Regions from separate parts of the Mus musculus genome. Here region 2 is linked to region 1. The links are chromatin contacts, called in public ChIA-PET maps. All regions are on one chromosome and are shown on one strand. Each heading gives the region's core, a stretch centred on a gene start, on an enhancer-like site or on the middle of the called end of the contact. The rest is flanking DNA. Distances are from core to core; before and after follow the strand shown. Region 1 holds the start of Sh2d1a (SH2 domain containing 1A). Region 2 has its middle 30 kb from the start of B230118I11Rik.

What was found. ChIA-PET counts read pairs in DNA pulled down with a chosen protein or histone mark.
Region 2: a contact with region 1 is called in an RNA polymerase II ChIA-PET map of memory CD8 T cells, with 160 read pairs. The contact joins the enhancer-like site here to the promoter of Sh2d1a in region 1. A contact is called at or near these places in 4 of 39 promoter capture datasets (the HPC-7 cell line and embryonic stem cells), 4 of 15 datasets of contacts at CTCF or cohesin (CD8 T cells, embryonic stem cells, stem cell-derived epiblast-like cells and 1 more), 51 of 484 Hi-C or Micro-C datasets (CD4 T cells, CD8 T cells, CD8 central memory T cells and 18 more), 14 of 115 datasets of contacts at active chromatin or transcription factors (CD8 T cells, the SCID.adh cell line, T-cell acute lymphoblastic leukemia and 8 more) and 2 of 9 other capture datasets (adipose tissue and liver).

What each region holds. Positions count from the first base shown.
Region 1 is chrX:42,501,122-42,504,135 of GRCm38.p6, reverse strand. It overlaps Sh2d1a (SH2 domain containing 1A), which reads right to left and starts at 1,571. Exons shown (of 4, transcript NM_011364.4): 1 at 1,277-1,571. The coding sequence starts at 1,413.
Region 2 is chrX:42,406,772-42,409,785 of GRCm38.p6, reverse strand. No RefSeq gene overlaps it. Among named protein-coding and RNA genes, the nearest start is that of B230118I11Rik, 30 kb to the right of the region's middle. Within about 2 kb of position 1,530, at least 7 of the 459 cell types and tissues checked have an H3K27ac peak or open chromatin away from gene starts, as enhancers often do. A contact at or near this core is called in CD8 T cells, CD8 central memory T cells, Th1 cells and 3 more, where this site is marked.

The DNA of each region.
Region 1 (3,014 bases), core at 322-2,821:
TTATGTGTGTGTATATGTGTGTGTATATATATATATATATATGTATATATATATATATATATATCCTGCTTACAGTAGTGCTTGAACTGGGTCCTTCTGTAGACTGCCTCAAGGAGTACCGGAATAATTTGTCCAAAAAGAGACTAATAATAAACCAGACTTCCATTTGCTGAGCGTCAAGCCCAGTGTTCATTTGTCTTTTTTTTTTTTGTACATGGAGGTATTTAATCTTCATTGACCCTTAGAATATGAATCCCATTTAAAATCAATGGCTAAGAGATTGGTGTTGTGAGATAACAACCTTTTGAGTCTGACTACAGTAGGATTTGCTCAGGGAGGTTGTACAGAGCCAAGATGCAGCTGCACCTGGTTCAAAATGGAGTAAGAGGCTGAGACCAGTCTAGGCAAAGCTCAAAGTGGGATAATTACAATGATGTTTTCTCCCTCTCTCTGTTCTTTAAAACTATTCTCACTCCTATCATTTACGGGACACAGCACGTTTTAAAACTCATTATGCCTCTTATAAAACAAGGCAATTCAGCAGCACCAGAAAGGTGCCCCTACTCTTGCATACACATCCTCTTCAGCACTGTACTGCTTTAGTGTTGTTGGCTACTGTTTTTTAATAGGATCTTATACTATGTAGCCCTAGCTGGCATGGAACCGGCCCATGTAAAACCAGGCTAGTCACCTGAAACTCACACACATCTGTCTACCTCTGCCTTCCCTGGGCTGCATTCTGAAAGCAATGGATTCCATTTCCTGGCTAACCACTTCTTCAAGCATTTGCTAGATGCTTTTCTTTTAGGGTACCATTTTCAGTCACATTTGTAGAGAATGATAGAGAAAGACCTTCCTTTGCCTTACTTCATGGCCCAGAATACAAATAGTCCAACTTCCCGGGGCTCCACCATCATGGTGTCTACTTGGAATCAGAGCCGAAGTCCAGAGTATGGGTCTTTCTCAAAGTAAAGGTAAGTTCTAGGCCATGTTTTCCCATTCTGAAGGGTATTCAGTGAAGCTGCCACAAACGCACTGGTGAAATGCAGTTGATAAAATCCGCAGTGAGGGACGTACGTACAAGTACTGCCCACCACATCCCTGGGCTGAGCCCTGGGACCATACGTCAGAGCTGGAAGAGTACTCAGTTCCTGCTGCCTGTATTCCCTAGGTACCTCTGCCAAAAGCTGTCATCCCCTGCCACTCCTCCCAGCCCTCCCCTGAAAGGGCAGGCTACCCATGCTAACAACCTGCCACTACCACGAGATATACTCACAAAACACACAGGCAGTACACGCCAGGGACACTCTCGCTGTCTCGCAGCAGATAGCTTCCATCCAGCCCGGTAGCGAGTAAGAGCTTCTCCCCGGTCTCCCTGCTGATTTTGCCGTGGTACACAGTCACTGCATCCATGCCTAGCAAACTCTTTGATGGGCCCAGAAGAAGGATGGTAAAAAGGAAACTTTGCTGCTGCTGTTGCCGCTGCAGTGGCTTACTGGGCAGTATTGAGAGAGAGAGAGAGAGAGAGAGAGAGAGAGAGAGAGAGAGAGAGAGAGAGAGAGAGAGAGAGAAACACCCTAACAACAGGATGTTGTCTACCTGCCTTAAAACCTCTTCTCACACTTCAATTCAGGCCAGCTCAGCAGTTTAACAGCTTCAAACTTGTCATGGGTTTGATCATCTATTCTCCAACAAAGGTTTGTGGTGGGGGAGGGGGCACGCTGAAAAGGTGAACACTTGCAGTATTTGAGCTGTGCCAGCAACGCAAACAGAGCTTGCACAAAGATGAGAAACTTGCTAGTGCCTTTGTTCTTGTGTAGTTCCTGCAAACTTCGAAGCCATTGACAATGACTTGTCTTAACGAGTGAACAAAAGAATTGGTGATAGAAGTGAATGGGACGTGTTCATCATGAGGGGCAGAAGCAGACTGACAAAATAAAAGCATAAAAGCAGTCAAGCTACAAAACCACAGCAGAACATGGCTGCAAGGCTTCCACAGCATCACCAAGGGCTACTGAACTACAGACTTTGGGACTAGATGGTCCTGAAACAGCTTTCTTTTCTTCAATGCTGATGATGGAATTCGGGGCCTCGCAGATGAGGTCTTCTATCCCGAAGCCATATGCCAAATCCTTGAATACACTTAGGCCAAAACAAGTATTTTTACCTTAATGTTTTGTCCAAAATCCAAAACTATGAAAAAAATTGTCATCATATTAAAAAAAAAAAAGTGTAGATGGATCTAGCTAAGGAGCTTAAGAAGACTAAATTCTTTTGTTGGTACTTCTTTGTTTTTATTATTATTAAAATCACAATATAATCACAGCATTTCTCCCTTCCCTTTTCACCCTTGAAACCCTCCCATGAATCCCTCCCTGCTCTTCAACAACATTGCTATTGTATTATTGTATTATTGCATGCATATATGTATATACGTGTAATTCCTAAACACATCCAGTTGTGCCTGTATGGTGCTATTTGTATGTATGTTTTCAGGGATAGCCATTTGGTAGTAGACGACCAATTAGTGTGCTCTTCCCACGGGTGACCACTTCTTCTACTTCCGATTTTACTCAGCTGTCTGTAGTTCTTCCTGTAGAGCTGCTGGTTTGTGGGCTTTTTCTGTCCAGTTTGGTCTGTCCATTGGTGTCCTGTGTGAACTTCTATATACCCTTTGGCATATGGGGCTAGGCCAGAATCATTGTGGATATAAAATCCATTTTACATCATCGCACAGGTGTTGATAAATGTGTTGTAACTTCTATTCTCATACATAAATGCCTACCTACATCAATGTTAAAAACATCAGAGTTTAGCCTAACCAGGACTCTATTTAGAAATCAGTTATAATGATGGCATTTTAAATATGAAAAGAAAGAAAGGGGTAATCTTCTTTTATTAAGGCATACGGACAGTAGCCCACCTAGAGTGTAACTGCTAGAACATTCAGTGTTCCATAGGTTAAAAACAAAACCTAACCTCATTTTTTTTGTCTCTGAACAACCCTGAACAAA
Region 2 (3,014 bases), core at 281-2,780, 94 kb after region 1:
TCTGTGTGGATGTAAAAATAATAAAAAGAGGTAGTGAATTTGATAGTAAGTGGGGTAACATGGGAGAAGACAGAGGGAGAGAAAGGAAAGCAGAAGTGACATAATTATATTTTACATTTTTAAAGATAATACATACTTATCCATACTTAATACAGTATAATAACACATTCTTCAGTTTCACCTCCAATTACTCAAAAGTACTGAGTGTGCCTTGTCACCAAGAAGAAAAATTCACCAACAAGCTATGCTTATAAACTAAACCAAATAGCCTCTTATTTTTAACAAATGAGCTCCAAATTTACCACAATCCTTCACATAGAAAACCAGTTAATGAATTTGGAACTATTTCTGTCAAATTTTAACATTATGCAAACTCCAGATGTTGTAGGTGACAAAGCAATAAGCCACATAACAGATTAAAAGGCATATACTACAAAGCATTTTACATTTTTATGCATTTATGTACTGATATAGGGCCTATTTCTGTAGCCCAAACAAGCCCTGAACCCACAATCCTCCTGCCTCAGCCTCCTAAGTAATTGACCTAGTTATTTGTCACTGATTACTAAAACCATCTTGAAGGAATAGGTCAGGTTTTCCTTTCAAATGTCTTCTGGGTATCATACTGTGATAGTTTGTATATACTTGGGCCAGGAAGTGCCACTATCAGAAGGTGTTGCTTTGTTGGAGTAGGTGTGTCACTGTGGGTGTGGGGTTTAATACTCTCATCCTAGCTGCCTGAAAATGAGTGTTCTTGTTAGCAGCCTTCAGATGAAGATGCAGAACTCTCAGCTCCTCCTGCACCATGCCTGCCTGGATACTGCCATGCTCCCACCTTGATAATGGACTGAACCTCTGAACCTGTAAGTCAACCCAATTAAACGTTATCCTTATAAGAGTTGCCTTGGTTGTGGTGTCTCTTCACAGCAGTAAAACCCTAACTAAGATACATACTATTGTGAACTAATTAGCAAGAGAAGGTCAGCAATTTTGAAATATTTGTCTTTATTTAAAAGACTAGAGTATGCCTCATTTCTAAGTGCACCAAGTTTTTAAATGCTTCCCTCGTGATAATTAGTGAGCCCTCTAGGGTGTCACAGATGAGTGACGCAGTTGAATGAATTCTGCAGGTCATTTCCTTGCAAACTTAGATTTGATAACTAAGATTATACAAGCTACCTAAGCCAAAAATCTCTCTGTACGATAAATCATTGCATGTTCCAACAAGTGAGGCCTTCGACAAACAGCACTTCCCATTATGAAACACCCACTCTTTCATCAAGGTCCAGGCAGACAAATGTGCTGTGTCCAACACGGAGAGATGTGTGGGCAGTGTCAGCCACAAAGTGGGTAAAAAGCGAGTGTAAATTTTAACATTTTCTTCACAGCCAAATAGTTAATCTTGCATCTTTCTGGGATCCCATCTACCCTGCACTTCAGAGACCACTGAACTAAGTTAAATGACTGCAGATTAACAGTAAGGCATGAGTTGTGGAATCAAGTGACTGGGTTAATCATAGGCAACATACAAGTGCAAGAGCTTTTGAAAAGCTCCCTCTCTGCCTTCAACCTGGGGAAGTCCCATTTCTGGGCTGCTTAGAAGTGAAATGCAAGAAACTGGAATCAGTGGGTAATCTTCATACTGGCATGTGTCTAAAAACAGTATTTCTAATTCCATGCTTTAAGGCATACTTGAGAAAGTGATAGGCTTATTTCTGAGAAAAATAAATGATAAACAAGAAATTTCATATAGAAAATGGCACCCCTAAGGTACAATTAGTAATAATTACTGATATTTCTAATGTTCTCTCTGGACAGAAAGCAGTTTCCTGATTATTAACCTGTTTAATGATCACAAGAAGTCTATGAAGCAGATATAATATTATCATTATTATACATTGAGGAAACCAAGGTCAAGACGAAAAACTTAACTTGTTGAAGATTATACATGTACAAAGTGGTAGTTAAGATTCATATCCAAGTGTTACTGCCTTTGCCTTCAAATCTTAAATGGAATAATATACTCAGGTACCTTGACCTTTGGGACAACATTAAACTGTGCTGTCTGCATCCTTCCATCCTCCAAGGACCAGATACACACGTGTTTATTATGGAAGTGTCAAGTGCAGCATTTTGATGGTTAACAGTGTCGCTTTGACAGGATCTATAATCACATAGAAGACAAGCTTCTGAGCATGTCTGTGAAAGGGGTTTCTCCAAGAAGTTGATTGAGGTTGGAATACCTATCCTATATGTGGGCTAGGACCACAGTCTAAAATAGAAATAAACAAATGAGCTATGCACCAGCATTCATCTGTGCTTCCTGACTGGAGACACTGTTATCAACTGCCTTGCAATCCTGCGACATGCCTTCCCTATCATGATAAGCTGGATCCTTTCCTACACTGTAAGACAACAGATCAAATATTGGGTCAAGCAATGTTAAAAATAACAAATGTAAGCCCGAGGTGGACGCTGCACACACATATACACCTTTATTCACAGCACTGAGGAGGCGGAAGCTGGCCATTCTCCAAGTTTGAGGGCAGCCTGGTCTACAGAGTAAGTTCCAAGACAGCCAGGGCTATGCAGAAACTTTGTTTTGAAACAACAAAAACTAACACAAAGATGAGTTCTTTTCATCTGTTAGCTATGCTTATTTTTACATATAGTCAAATACAGGGAAACAATGTGGCCAAAAGCTGATTAAGAAGGGTCACAACAATAATTCTCTTTCGCTGCGGCTTGATGGGTAGCTAGCATGGCTAAGGGGCAATATTCAGAGTAGTAACTGACAGAAAATTGCATCATTACCGATGAAATACATGGAAAGAATAAAGGAGGAAATATTAAATTCCTTTGGTTTTAGTACTTTGAAACTTAATGTAGCATCCTTCATAGGGCTAATTTGCTCTTCAAAGCAGCTTATTAATAGAAAAGAGAAATGAAATATTCCTGAGGGAATAGTTTTAGTATAGATGAAGGTCAGCTAATCTTTCCTTTAAAAACTGTTA